Regions from separate parts of the Mus musculus genome. Here region 2 is linked to region 1. Evidence: chromatin contacts called from public HiChIP or PLAC-seq data. All regions are on one chromosome and are shown on one strand. The core of a region is the stretch at or near the end of the contact, and the rest is flanking DNA. Distances in the headings are between cores, read along the strand shown. Region 1 holds the start of Trnp1 (TMF1-regulated nuclear protein 1). Region 2 holds the start of Wdtc1 (WD and tetratricopeptide repeats 1).

Region 1 (5,479 bases), core at 2,297-4,796:
CTGGGTCCAACATTAGCACAGTATGGTGGGGGTGCGCATCTGAAACCCCATCACTTTGGAGGTAGTGGCAAGAGAACACAGTTCCCTGTTGGGACCAGACAGGTAGTTCAGGTGAAGGTGCCTGCCACCAGGCCTGACCACGTGAGCTCAATTTGGGACTCCCTTGGTAGAAAAGAGAATGTACTCCTTCCTGTAAGTTTTCCTCTGATCTCAACACATCACTGTGGCAAATGCCTGCCCCACCCCAATACACACACTCCTGTATGCATACATTCATAAATAATTAATGTTTTTTAAAAGGTTCAAGGTTATTCCCAGCTCTCTATGGAGGTTAAGGCAAGCCTGTCTCAAAAAATTAAAATTAAAATAACCTGAGCCCCCATTAGGTCTCCTGGGATGGTGACACCCAGGGAGCTACCTGGAAGAGAACTGGAAGGCAAGCCTTAGAAGCAAAGACCCTCTGCTGTATGCTACCTCCCGAAACCCCTGGAGTAAGTGGTGATCGGTGTCTGTTAGTTAGGAGAGAATGGAACAGGCCCAGGAATGCTACACAGGATCCTAGGAGGACTTTTGACTTTTCATTGGTTGAGAAGGTTGATGGCCTGAGATTCAAGTCATTGAGCTGTGTGCCCTGGCACAGACTTTTTTTTTTTTTTTTTTTTTTTTTTGTCGAGGGAACAGCCTGGCTTCTTGAAGAGGAGGGAGGGGCCAGAACTGCCTGTACCCCCCACCTACCCACCCACCCGTCTCCAGCAGGTATCATCTCTAACTCTTCATGTGTCCACCCACGCCACTTCTGAATCAGGTCAAAGCTGATTACAATAAACCCCAGAGAAAGTCCTGACGGTGGTGACAGAAAGCACTCTATGCCATTAGCTAAAAAGCTCCTTCGGATCAAGGGCTTCAGCCCTGCAAACCAGAAACCCGTGGTCCTGGCGGCGGCCCAGCTTACTGCAGCCAGAGCTCCAGCTGTCATCTCTAGGAAGTCCTGTGTTCTCTGGCCCTCAGAACTCCAAAATAACCTGGAAACTTCAATAAATCCTTCTCTGGGAAGGACAGTTTAAGCCAGAGTCCCCACTCTACCCCTGGGCTATGGCTTTCTCAGAAGTTCTGAGATTTCCAGGTAAGAAGGCTTTAGGAAGGTCTTCCGAGATCCCAGCAGTATGCTACCTGTGCAGGGGAAGGTCTGATGGGGGGACAGGTTCATCTGAGGACCCCTGCCTGTCACAACAATACACCTCACTCACAGGATGACAGCATCCGTGTGACTCTGACATCCTTCTCTTCCTCCTCTCCCTTCTCAAGCCTGACAGGAGGGACAACAATATTCAGAGATGTGAAGAAACTGATCTAGAGAGGGGACAGCATTGCTCTAGGTCACTGTGGACAGGGTCCAGCCAGAGAGGGGACAGCATTGTCCTAGGTCACTGTAGACAGGGTCCAGCCAGAGAGGGGACAGCATTGTCCTAGGTCACTGTAGACAGGGTCCAGAGGTCTGCTCTCCCTAACTACTGGAACAGAATGTAAAGGATACACACAAGCCTAGGACCAGGCTCCCCTCCCCTCTCCTTTACCTCATCTCCTCCCCACACCCTCTCTCTCTCTCTCTTCCTCTCTCTCTCTTTCATGTGACCTTGAGAAATCCCTTTTCCAGTTTGTAAAACAAGGATTTTAAATAAGCAGAGGCTGAGCCGGTCCGTCCCTAGGTGTGACTTAAATGAGTAAAATAGCCAACCATGCCTTACAGTGGGAAAAAGAATTCAAGGCCCTGTTTCAGCTTCCCCACAGCAACTCCTCAGAGGTGGTTATACACACTCTCTGCAGCCAGGTCCCTCACAGCTGAGTGGGGACAGGGGAATAGGGACCCGAAGGGCATCCAGTCAGGTGGCATTTTCAGTCTGGCCCTTTAAGGCCCCCCTTTCTGGAAGCTGATGCCATGCCTGCTCCCTTGGGGCTGTTAAAGAGTGTCACCTGGCTCCATCCCTGGCAGAGCTATCTTAGAGATGCCTTGGGGAGGGCTGCTAGCTGAGCAGGTGACAAACAACTCATCCTGAATATCCCCATCGGGCTGTAAGCAGATACCAAAATCATTAGGAGTATGGGAAACGCTGGGACCTAGAAGCAGAGAGACCTAAGTATGATGGGGACAAACCTTCAACCTCTCCGGGTATCTGTCTCCTCCAATGGGAGTCACAGACTCAGAGGAGAATCCAGTCATACAGCCCTGAGCCAGCCCTCCTCCATCCTGGGACTTTCTTCTTCTTCTCCTTGCAAGGGATGGAGCTGGGCTGTGTAGAAGCCAGCAACTTTGAGGGCAGGGTTTTTACAGTCCCAGGGGACCCAGGAGAGACCACACTAGCACAGGTGAGGGAGCAGATGTTGCAATATTGCAGCAAGCTCCAGCTTGTTAAAGTTTGCCACCAAATCCCTCCGGAAGCCGAACACCTTCCACTAGTTCATCTCTATAAGGGGACTTGGCACTGTCATCTAACCAGCCACGAAAAAAAGGACAGCTCTATCAGGGCTCCACAGATGCCCGCCCAGACATGGAAGATCCCGGATCCTACACTCCTCAACACAGACACACGCTGTATCCAAAATAACACCAGTCAACAACACCGCACCTTAGTGTCACTTTCAGGGCCCCCCATGGACCCCCAGCTGACTCCTCCGCGTAGATGACGCCGTCCATCTGGCCAGCACCTGGATCCGTCCGTCCGTCTGTCCTCCCGCACCTGGAGACTCGCCTGCCTCGGGAAGCCAGGGGTCCGGGGTACTGAGGTCAGCGCTGGGGGGAGGCGGGGCCGCGGGGCGGGCTGCGGCGGAAGGGCGAGTCGGGCTCCGGGCCCTGGCCGCGCCGTAGCCGCCCTGCGCCCCAGGGCACGCAGCTCCCCAGGCCGAGCGCGGACGCCAGCAGCGCCGGGGGACGACCCCGGCGACCGCGGCGCGCACCCTTCTTGAGACGGGACCCGTGCGCAGCCAGGTAGAGCTCGGCCTGGGCCACGCCGCCGCTCAGGCGGCTCAGGCTCTCGGCGCGATGCGCCAGGCGCAGCTCCGCAGCCAAGAAGACTCGGTGCAGCTGCAGCACCCGGCTCTCCAGCTCCGACACCAGGCGCCGGCGGCCCTCCACTTCTAGCAGTCGCCGCCGCGCTTCGGCCAGCTCCAGCGCACGGCCCCCTGCCCCCGCCGCCGCGCCCGCGATCCCCGCCGGGCCCGCGCCCCCAGACCCCCCACTAGCACCCTGGCGCCAGCGCTGCAGCTCCTGCCCTTCCACGGGTGTCTCGGCCGCCTCGGGTAAGGGCGGTGACTTAGTGGGGGTCGGAGTCGAGGTCGGCGATGGGGAAGGGGGCTGGAGGGACGGCAGGGGCTCCCGGGGTGGCGGCGGGGGCGACCCCGGTTCTGCCGTCCCTTCCTGGGCCCCTGGGCCGCAGGCGCTGATTCGGCAGCCCGGCATCCCCCGCCCCGCGGCGGCCCAGGGTTGTCGGTGCGTGGGGAGGAGAGATGCTGGGCACGAGACTAGTGAGAGGCGGCCGCAGAGCCCACACCCAGGCCGCACGCGCCGCCCAGCATCTTATAGCACATGGGGCGGAGCGATGGCAGCACAGCCAATCCGAGACTTTTGTGCCTGAATCTGCCCTGCCTCCCGCCAAGGAGCGTATCCCCAAGTGTTTCAAGTTCCCTGTCTTTCTCCCAGATTGGCTCCGTTTGGGCATCATCCCAAATTTGGGGTAGATAAGTGACGGTCACTTTCCTCGCCTGGAATCACCTCAGAAAAATTCGATGGTAATGTTTAAAAGTCATACATTTCAGTCTCTACCCAGAATGGCTGGGCGTCACCTCTGCTCCTCTGCCGGGCCCGCGTGACAGTGAGAGCCTAGCCTAGAACTTAGCGCTCCGGGTCTCCTAGGATGCCCTTCCCGCCCATCTCTCTGGGCTTATGGGGTGGTTAAGGCAGAGAGACGACTGGTGTCCACTGGAAGATGGGCATATGACTGGATTACTCGCATACCAGGAAGGCACTTAGCTTGCAAAACAAACACCAGAGCCGCTGCTCCTGGTCCGCCAACCTTCGTGGGGCCCTTAGAAAACCCCAAGGTGTGCAAAATTATTTTCCAGCTCCAACTCTGCCTGCGTGTGCACCTGCTAGCCCACAAGACACGTCCTGGTATCTTTCAAATGGAGGGGGAAAGAAACTCAGAAGAAGCCGCGATGCCCTGCTCAATGTCAAATTGTAGGACAGTGGCTGAGTCTGGACGGAAATGAACGAACAAACTCAACCATTCATCAGAGCCCTTGAGATACGTGGATTCCTCCAATTCCCAAGCACGACTCCACATCTCGAATTTTAACCATCCTAGCTCTGCCCACTTTCCCCACGGCACAAATAGCCCTTCTGTTCCCCTTCCAAGTACTGGCCCAGACACCAAGGGTTTTACCTCTGATTGTATCTATTTGAAAGCGCCATCAGAGATTGGAGGGGTTCACGGTAGGAGAGGGCAAGGTCCCCAGGGCAGGAAGGAAGCTCTGAACCCCATTGGGAAGGACTGCAGCAGGTCCTCGGGTTTCAAAGGATCTGCCAAAGGTGTGGCCAGCCCTGAGGGTCAAAATATATGAAGAGGAATCTGACTAGTGGGGGGAGGAAAGCCCCAGTCCCTCCGACCCACGGGTCCACCCAACTCTAAGTGCTTACAGGTGCCTTTTAAGTGACAGGAACTCTGACAGCAAATCTCCACAGAAGCAGCTCCCAGAGCAAGGGAAGGAGGGTGAAGGGAGTTAGATTCAGAGAAGCGGGACGGGAGGACTCACGGTAGTAAAGGGGTGTTCAGTGAACAGGAGTAGATCCCAGAGAAGAAGGACAGCCAGGGCTACACAGAGAAACCCTGTCTTGAGAGAAAAGGAAAAGGAAAAAAAGAAAGGAAGAAGAAAAAAGGGAGGTATGTATGTGGGGAAACCCCACCATTGGTTAGTTCCAGGGAACCTGTCAGATCTGGATTGCAAATCCTTCCAGAGACCTTGGATATTGGTCTCTCTAAGAGGGCAAAGATGATGAAAGCATATTTACGAGGAGGGGCTGGTAGTGTGCCTCAGTAAAGCTGGGTTCAATCCCCAGCACCAGATAAAACCAGAAACAACAAAGCAGCTATGCCTGTCGTCCAGCACATGAAAGGCAGACAAGAAGACAGGAAAGCAAGCACCGGGCTAGCCTGGGCTACATGAGATCTGTGTCAGAATCCAAATAACTAAATAAGTGTTCACTGAATGCACTGTGTTCTCATCCCTTAGACGTAGGGACAGCAGGCTTTTCTTCTCAATAGGAAACTAATGGCCCTCAAACTCACCTGATTGAGCTGCGTGAAGTGGCTCACAGCTGATATCCCAGTCTTCAGGAGGATTAGGCAATCAGAAGGCTGTGGGTCAGAGGCCAGTCTGGGCCACGGACTGAGTCCCAGGCCAGTCTAACCTGTAGTAAGAGACCCTA
Region 2 (6,194 bases), core at 2,844-5,343, 160 kb before region 1:
TCCAGCCCCTTTTCTTTCTTTAAGACAGTGTTTCTGTGTGTAGCCCTGGCTGTTCTAGAACTCACTCTGTAGACCAGGCTGGTCTTGGAACTCAGAGATCTGCCTGCCTCTGTTTCCTGAGTGCTGGGATTAAGGCGTGTGCCACCTGCTTCAGTAAGTTTCTTATATCACCCAAATTGTGACCTCGTAACAATAAGGGTACTGATAGGTTTCTGGTGGCGATTTTCTTAATACACAACAGCTAAGAAGAAAGCACAGTTCACCAGTTCTGTGGGTCTAGCCATCTACAGCAGCAGCTCAAAGATGTATGGAGACTCTGTGAGGGTAAGAATGAAAGAAGAAAAAGGATAAGGCATTAAACCACTGACCCAAAGAAGAGCCAAGTATCACTAGATTACACTTGTCCAGGGCTGTCTCAGATGCAAAAGTGTACATGTAGCACACAGCCACTGCTGTCTCCAGTGTACCAACGAAATACAGCAACTCTGCTAAGGCCAAGAAGCAGGCCTCCAACTTCAGTGTTGCTCACGAAACTGAGGCTAAGAGACCACAGGTTCAAGGCCTGCACGGACTATGGAAGTTGAGCATGGGCAACTTATGGGCAGCCTATCTCAAAAACTTATAAAGGGCCAGCCATGTGGCTCAGTGAGCTCAAGCCTAAGAGACCAAGCTCAGTCCCCAGAGCCCACAGTGAAGAACAGTGAAAAATCATCTCACAGATGCAATTGGACATACACACATATATACCAGTACTTGCATATATGTGCGCGGCAGACATGCTGCGTGCATGTACTCTTACACAGAGTAATATATTTCACTTTTAAATTTAAAAAAGAAGCCTAAGTACAAAAACGAATAACCGGCGATATAGCTCTGTGGTGTAGAGAGCTTACCTAGCAAGTTCAAGGCCCTGGGTTTAATCTCCAGTGCTGCTAAAACCAAACCAAGATAAACAAGAACAGAAGAGAGGCAACTTTCTCAGAGAAGCCTCCATCCACTCTGAGGCATGTTTCTCCCAAGCACTTCTTTCCTTCTCTTAACGTTCATGCTTAAAATCTACATTGAGGGGCTGGAGAGATGGCTCAGGGGTTAAGAGCACTGACTGCTCTTTCAGAGATCCTGAGTTCAATTACCAGCAACCACATGGTAGCTCACAACCATCTGTAATGTAAACATCTTCTGGTGTGTCTGAAGACAGCTACAGTGTACTCATATAAATAATAAATAAATATTTTTTTATAAATCTATACTGAAAGCATTCTTTAGGGAAATGGAGAGGTGGCTGCTCTTCGAGAGGACCAGGGTTCAATTCTCAGCACCCACATGGCAGCTCACAATCGTGTGTCACTCCAGGATCCCAATGCCTTCACAGCAACATACACGTAGGCAAAACACCAATGCATATAAAATAAAAATAATTTTAAAAATTACTTAATAGACTAAAAGAAAAGGCCCCCAACTATTTATGCCAGACACGCTGACTCACACCTATAATCCCAGTGCTCAGGAGACTGGGGCAGGAGGATGATCTGCCTGGAGTTCCAGGCAAGCCTTGACTGGACTGCAATGAGCCTGTCTCAAAAAAAAAAAAAAAAAAAAAAAAAGAGAAAAATGAAATACAATTTAACAATGAGGAAATCAACTGTTAGCCTCAGAGTCAACCCTGCTAACTAATCCCTGGTCTGTTTTAGAAGATTTGGAGGACCTGGAGATATGGTCCAGTGATTAAAAGCATTGGCTGCTCTTGTAGAGGACTGAGGTCAATTCCTAGTACCCACATGGCAGCTCACAACTATCTGTAGCTTCAGTTCCAGAAAACCTGTCACCTTATTTTGGATTCCATGGGCACCGCACACATGTGGCGTACATACATACATACATGCAGGCAAAAGGCTCAACACCCGTAAAATAAAAACAAATTAAAAAAAATACTTGGGTATTATACTCAACAGCAAAATCCTAATTCTTAAAGATACAAGGCTTACAAGAAAAGAAAATACAGAACTCAAACCAGAACTAGTCCAAGGGTGCTCACTCACTGTCTGAGCATCGCCTGCCCACTCACAACTTAAGCAGCGAGCAGTGAGCACACCTGTGCCCTAGGTAGAGAGAACTTGGGACCAGGAGGCAGGAACATCTTTGCCTCAGAAGGTTCCTCAGAATGATTTTCTTTTCAAAACCGATTCAGGCTTTACTTATTTATTTATACTTGGGTTTTCAGACTGGGTCTCACTAGGTAGGCTCATAAAGAGATCCCGAAGGCTTTGTTTAAAAAGGAACACCTGGAGCCAGGTATGGTGGCACATGCCTTTAATCCCAGCACTCAGGAGGCAGAGGCAGGCAGATCTCTGAGTCTGAGGCCAGCCTGGTCTACAGAGTGAATACAAGGGCAGCCAGGGCTACATAGAGAAAGCCTATCTCCAAAATACAAAACAAAACAAAACAACTTTAGGGCCAAGGGAAATAGCATTATACCACTTAATCCCTGTACTTGGGACTTGGAGGCAGGAAAATAGTTTATAGCCAGCATGAATTACAAGATGATTTCAAGGCCTGCCTGAGCTACATGAAACTTTGTTTTAAAACCCACACATGAAAAAAAAAATGCTTATCTGACACTTTATCCCGATCATCCACCCCATCCTTGGAAGGAATGGAAAAGCTACAGTCACAGTACTCAGCTTCTAAACTCAAACTTGAGAAAACTTTCAAGTTGCTCCACCAACACATTTACCTCAAGAGATTTAAGAACACCAGAGACATTCACAAGAAATTAGTCACACTCAGCTGCTAAGATAAATCGTCTGTACTGCTCAGATAAATCGCATGTAAACCCTCATACTTTTTTTTTTTTAATTCTTATTAGTCCTGGTAATGCACCTGCAGCGGAGAGCAAACCATAAGTCGCCAAGAAACTCCAATCACCGGGCTTGGGATGGGGGGTGGGGGGTGGGGCGTGGGACGGGACGCTCCACTAAAGCTTTTCAGAAAGAGATCCTGCGGGTTTGCAGTTTATCTCTACCGATTCTTATTTACCCTTTGAAGTGGGTACTAATAGCCCACTCCCAAGCAGAGACCCTTTGTACTTAGCGCTACAGTCGATGATGCAAACACCTTGGCAAAGTTCAGTTTGGTGCCAGGATGAGCCACTGAAGGCATCTGCGACTGCCAGAAGCCTGAAAACTCACTCTCTTTCTCTCTCTCTCTCTCTCTCTCTCTCTCTCTCTCTCTCTCTCTCTATAGAGAGAGAGAGAGAGAGAGAGAGAGAGAGGAAGGAGAAGGAGAGAAAGAAAGAAAAGGAGTATGGGGTGACAGAAACAGAGAGCAAGAGAGGGAAAGAGAGGCAGAGAGACACGGAAAGAGCAGACCAGGTCATTGACCTCTTGAAACTTCCACCTGCCCCTTTCTTCCTGAGTGCGATCGGCGCCAGATCAGATGTCAAAAACTCCGCAAAAAATAAATAAATAAAAGTCCCGTGATAGGACGACTTCTACCTCTGCCCCGGTGGAGCCTGCGGGACTCCTACAGCCTTCCCCCACCCCCTCCCCCGACCTCCCAGCCAGTCCTCTTCTAGCCTCCCTTCCCCGGCCCTTTCTGCCCTTCCTCGCCGCCGAGGCCTGACCCCTTCCCGGGACACCCCGGAGTCCCGAGGCGATCGGGCTCAGGCCCCCAAGCAGGGAGCCGGCCCAGAGCGGACGGCCCCGGAGCCGGGGCTCTGGGAGCCGGTCCCCGACTCGACATCTGCGGCGGGGATGGGGCGGCGGCGACCCGTACCTGTCAGGTCTCTTCCCAGGACCAGCAGCGGAGCAACTTCAGGAGCCCATGTCGGTCCGGGGGGGCCCGGCCCCTCTCCCGGGAGCAGGGGTGCGGATCCCGGGAAGGGGGCTGGGGACCCGGGCAGCTCTAGCCTCTTCCCATGCTCCCCGCCCGGCGCCTGGCCGGGGCCGGACAGCGCCTCCGCCCGCCCCTGCGCACCGCCTCACACCCGCGCTCACACACACTCACACTCCCTCGCGCGCTCTCACACACGCACTCCCCTCCCTCCTCCTCTGTTTATCTCCTCCAGCTGTCTGGGGACCCAGGAGAAGTCCCGCACTGCGCCTGCGCCACGCAGTCTCCGCGCCGGCCCCGCGTCTCACGGTCCGCGGCTACGCTACGGCGATGGCGCTCGGCAGTTTCCTGAATAGTGAGCGCGGGCCCTAGTCCTCTCTGCCACCCTCACCCCCCCTCCATCGCGCGCCCGGTCAACGTCTGCTGCCGGTGGCGCCCACTAACCTGCTAGCGGGGGAGCCCCCCACTTCGCCGGGGCCAATCGGCTTCACCGCTCGCGGGAACGGCAGCCAGTGGGCGGGCGGAAAAGCGGGGCTCAGCTCTGGAGTATCATGGGAGTCGTAGTTTTTCGCCATCGCAGAGGTCCTGCGGCGTGGACTTGCCCCGCCCGGTTACCATTAGTTACCTGGACGCACCTCCCATCCCACTACACCTTTTCTGAGTCCCAATTCCACATGTTCTCCCAGGTCCAGTACAGACCCTCCAAGGGCTAAGAGCTCATCAAAATTGCTTTTGATGCTGTAAATTAGGGGACACCTAAGGCTAAGACCCTGAGTCCTCCCAGAGCAAAGCCTCAGCCTGCTCCTTGCTCTAGGGGGCTGCTGAAGTTACAGGTTCCATGCTCGAATCTTCAGGTGCTGGAAGGAAAAGGTCCTATGTTGAGTGACCTGGGAGCTCTAGGAACCCAGATCGATGGCAGACAAGGTCTATCTAATACTAGCCAAGTAATTGCTCTTCTGACTTTCAAGCTCCAAGTCAGAACGGAGACACCCTCCTCTCTAAGGGAGTTCCAAGGTGACAAAGGTGGCAGTAAAGATAACTTAAGGGAGAGAGACCAGGAGCTTCAACTCAAAAGCAATCACCTTACATTTCTCTTCTCTTAGAGTGGCAGATACACAGTATGCCAACGTCTAAGTAATAACACTTTTATTTTCACTGTATTGGGCATGCTCTCTTTGATAGATACAATTGTTCCTATGTTTTTAAAAAGAAGAAACAAGCATAAAGTAGTTAAAAAGATGCTAGCCCAGGGTCACACAACTGGTTAGAAAACAAGGAATGAAACCAGGCAGTGCTGGAGACTAAGTACAAACATTTAGCACTTAAGAGTGCTGGTCCAGGGTTGGAGAGATGGCTCAGCGGTTAAGAGCACTGACTGCTCTTCCGAAGGTCCTCAGTTCAAATCCCAGCAACCACTTGGTGGCTCATAACCATCCATAATGAGATATGATGCCCTCTTCTGGTGCCTCTAAGACAGTTACATTGTACTTATTTATAATAAATGAATCTTTGGGCTGGAGCTAGCAGGGCTGACTGGAGTGAGCTAAGGTCCTAAATTCAATTCCCAGCAACTACATGAGGGTTCATAACCATCTGTACAGCTACAGTGTACTCATATACATAAAAATAAACAAATCTTTAAAAGAGTGCTGGTCCTAAGTTTCTCTTCCCATAAGTGTCTGGTCTTTGCTCATTTCTGTTCGGACCACTTGTGATTTCTTTCTCTTGTGAATTCAGGTCAGTCTTCATCTTCTAGAAAGGTTGTGGGGCATGCCTCCTGACCTTTCCTGCTTAGCTGTATGGAGAGACAGAGACAGAGACAGAGACACGGAGAGACAGAATACTCAGCTGGGCACATACCTCCAGTATGTGGGGGTAGATGTGAGTGGTCCTGTATTAACTGAGGCTAGTAGCGAGTTCCAGCCTAGCTGGAGCTACACGGTGAAACTCTGTCTCAAAAAAACAAAAACTCCACAGATATTAAGACTTGAAGGTCTTGACATCATGTATCCACAGGTCCTAGCTTTAGGCCTACAGTCTTTGTTAGGGTGACTGGGTCAATAAAGCTACAAGGTAGCTAATATTTATCCTGCATCTTTCTCAAGACAAGTGTTTCCAGTGGGTAAAACAACACTCCCACAATCAGGCAGCAAACAGTAGAGGTCAGCATCAAAACTTAGATATGTCTAATCCATTACTAGTCGTTATTTAAAAAAAAAACCATTGATTTATGTGTATAAGTGTCATCTTCCTTTACACCTGCATGTTAGGAAATGGCATCAGATTCCATTACAGATAGTTATGAGTCGCCATAGAGTTGCTGGGAATTGAACTCAGGACGTCTGGAAGAACAACCAGGGCTC

The links. HiChIP or PLAC-seq counts read pairs in DNA pulled down with a chosen protein or histone mark.
Region 2: an HNF4G HiChIP or PLAC-seq map of pancreatic cancer cells shows a contact between it and region 1. The contact joins the promoter of Wdtc1 here to the promoter of Trnp1 in region 1. A contact is called at or near these places in 5 of 39 promoter capture datasets (hematopoietic stem and progenitor cells, hippocampal neurons, liver and 1 more), 5 of 484 Hi-C or Micro-C datasets (the Ba/F3 cell line, the G1E-ER4 cell line, the HL-1 cell line and 1 more), 8 of 115 datasets of contacts at active chromatin or transcription factors (the 230-238 cell line, embryonic stem cells, extraembryonic endoderm stem cells and 4 more) and 5 of 9 other capture datasets (adipose tissue, embryonic stem cells, liver and 2 more).

Annotation. Positions count from the first base shown.
Region 1 is chr4:133,495,004-133,500,482 of GRCm38.p6, forward strand. Trnp1 (TMF1-regulated nuclear protein 1) reads right to left here and starts at 3,547. Exons shown (of 2, transcript NM_001081156.2): 1 at 2,625-3,547. The coding sequence starts at 3,454. The coding sequence ends at 2,783.
Region 2 is chr4:133,335,222-133,341,415 of GRCm38.p6, forward strand. It overlaps Wdtc1 (WD and tetratricopeptide repeats 1), which reads right to left and starts at 4,094. Exons shown (of 16, transcript NM_199306.4): 1 at 3,775-4,094.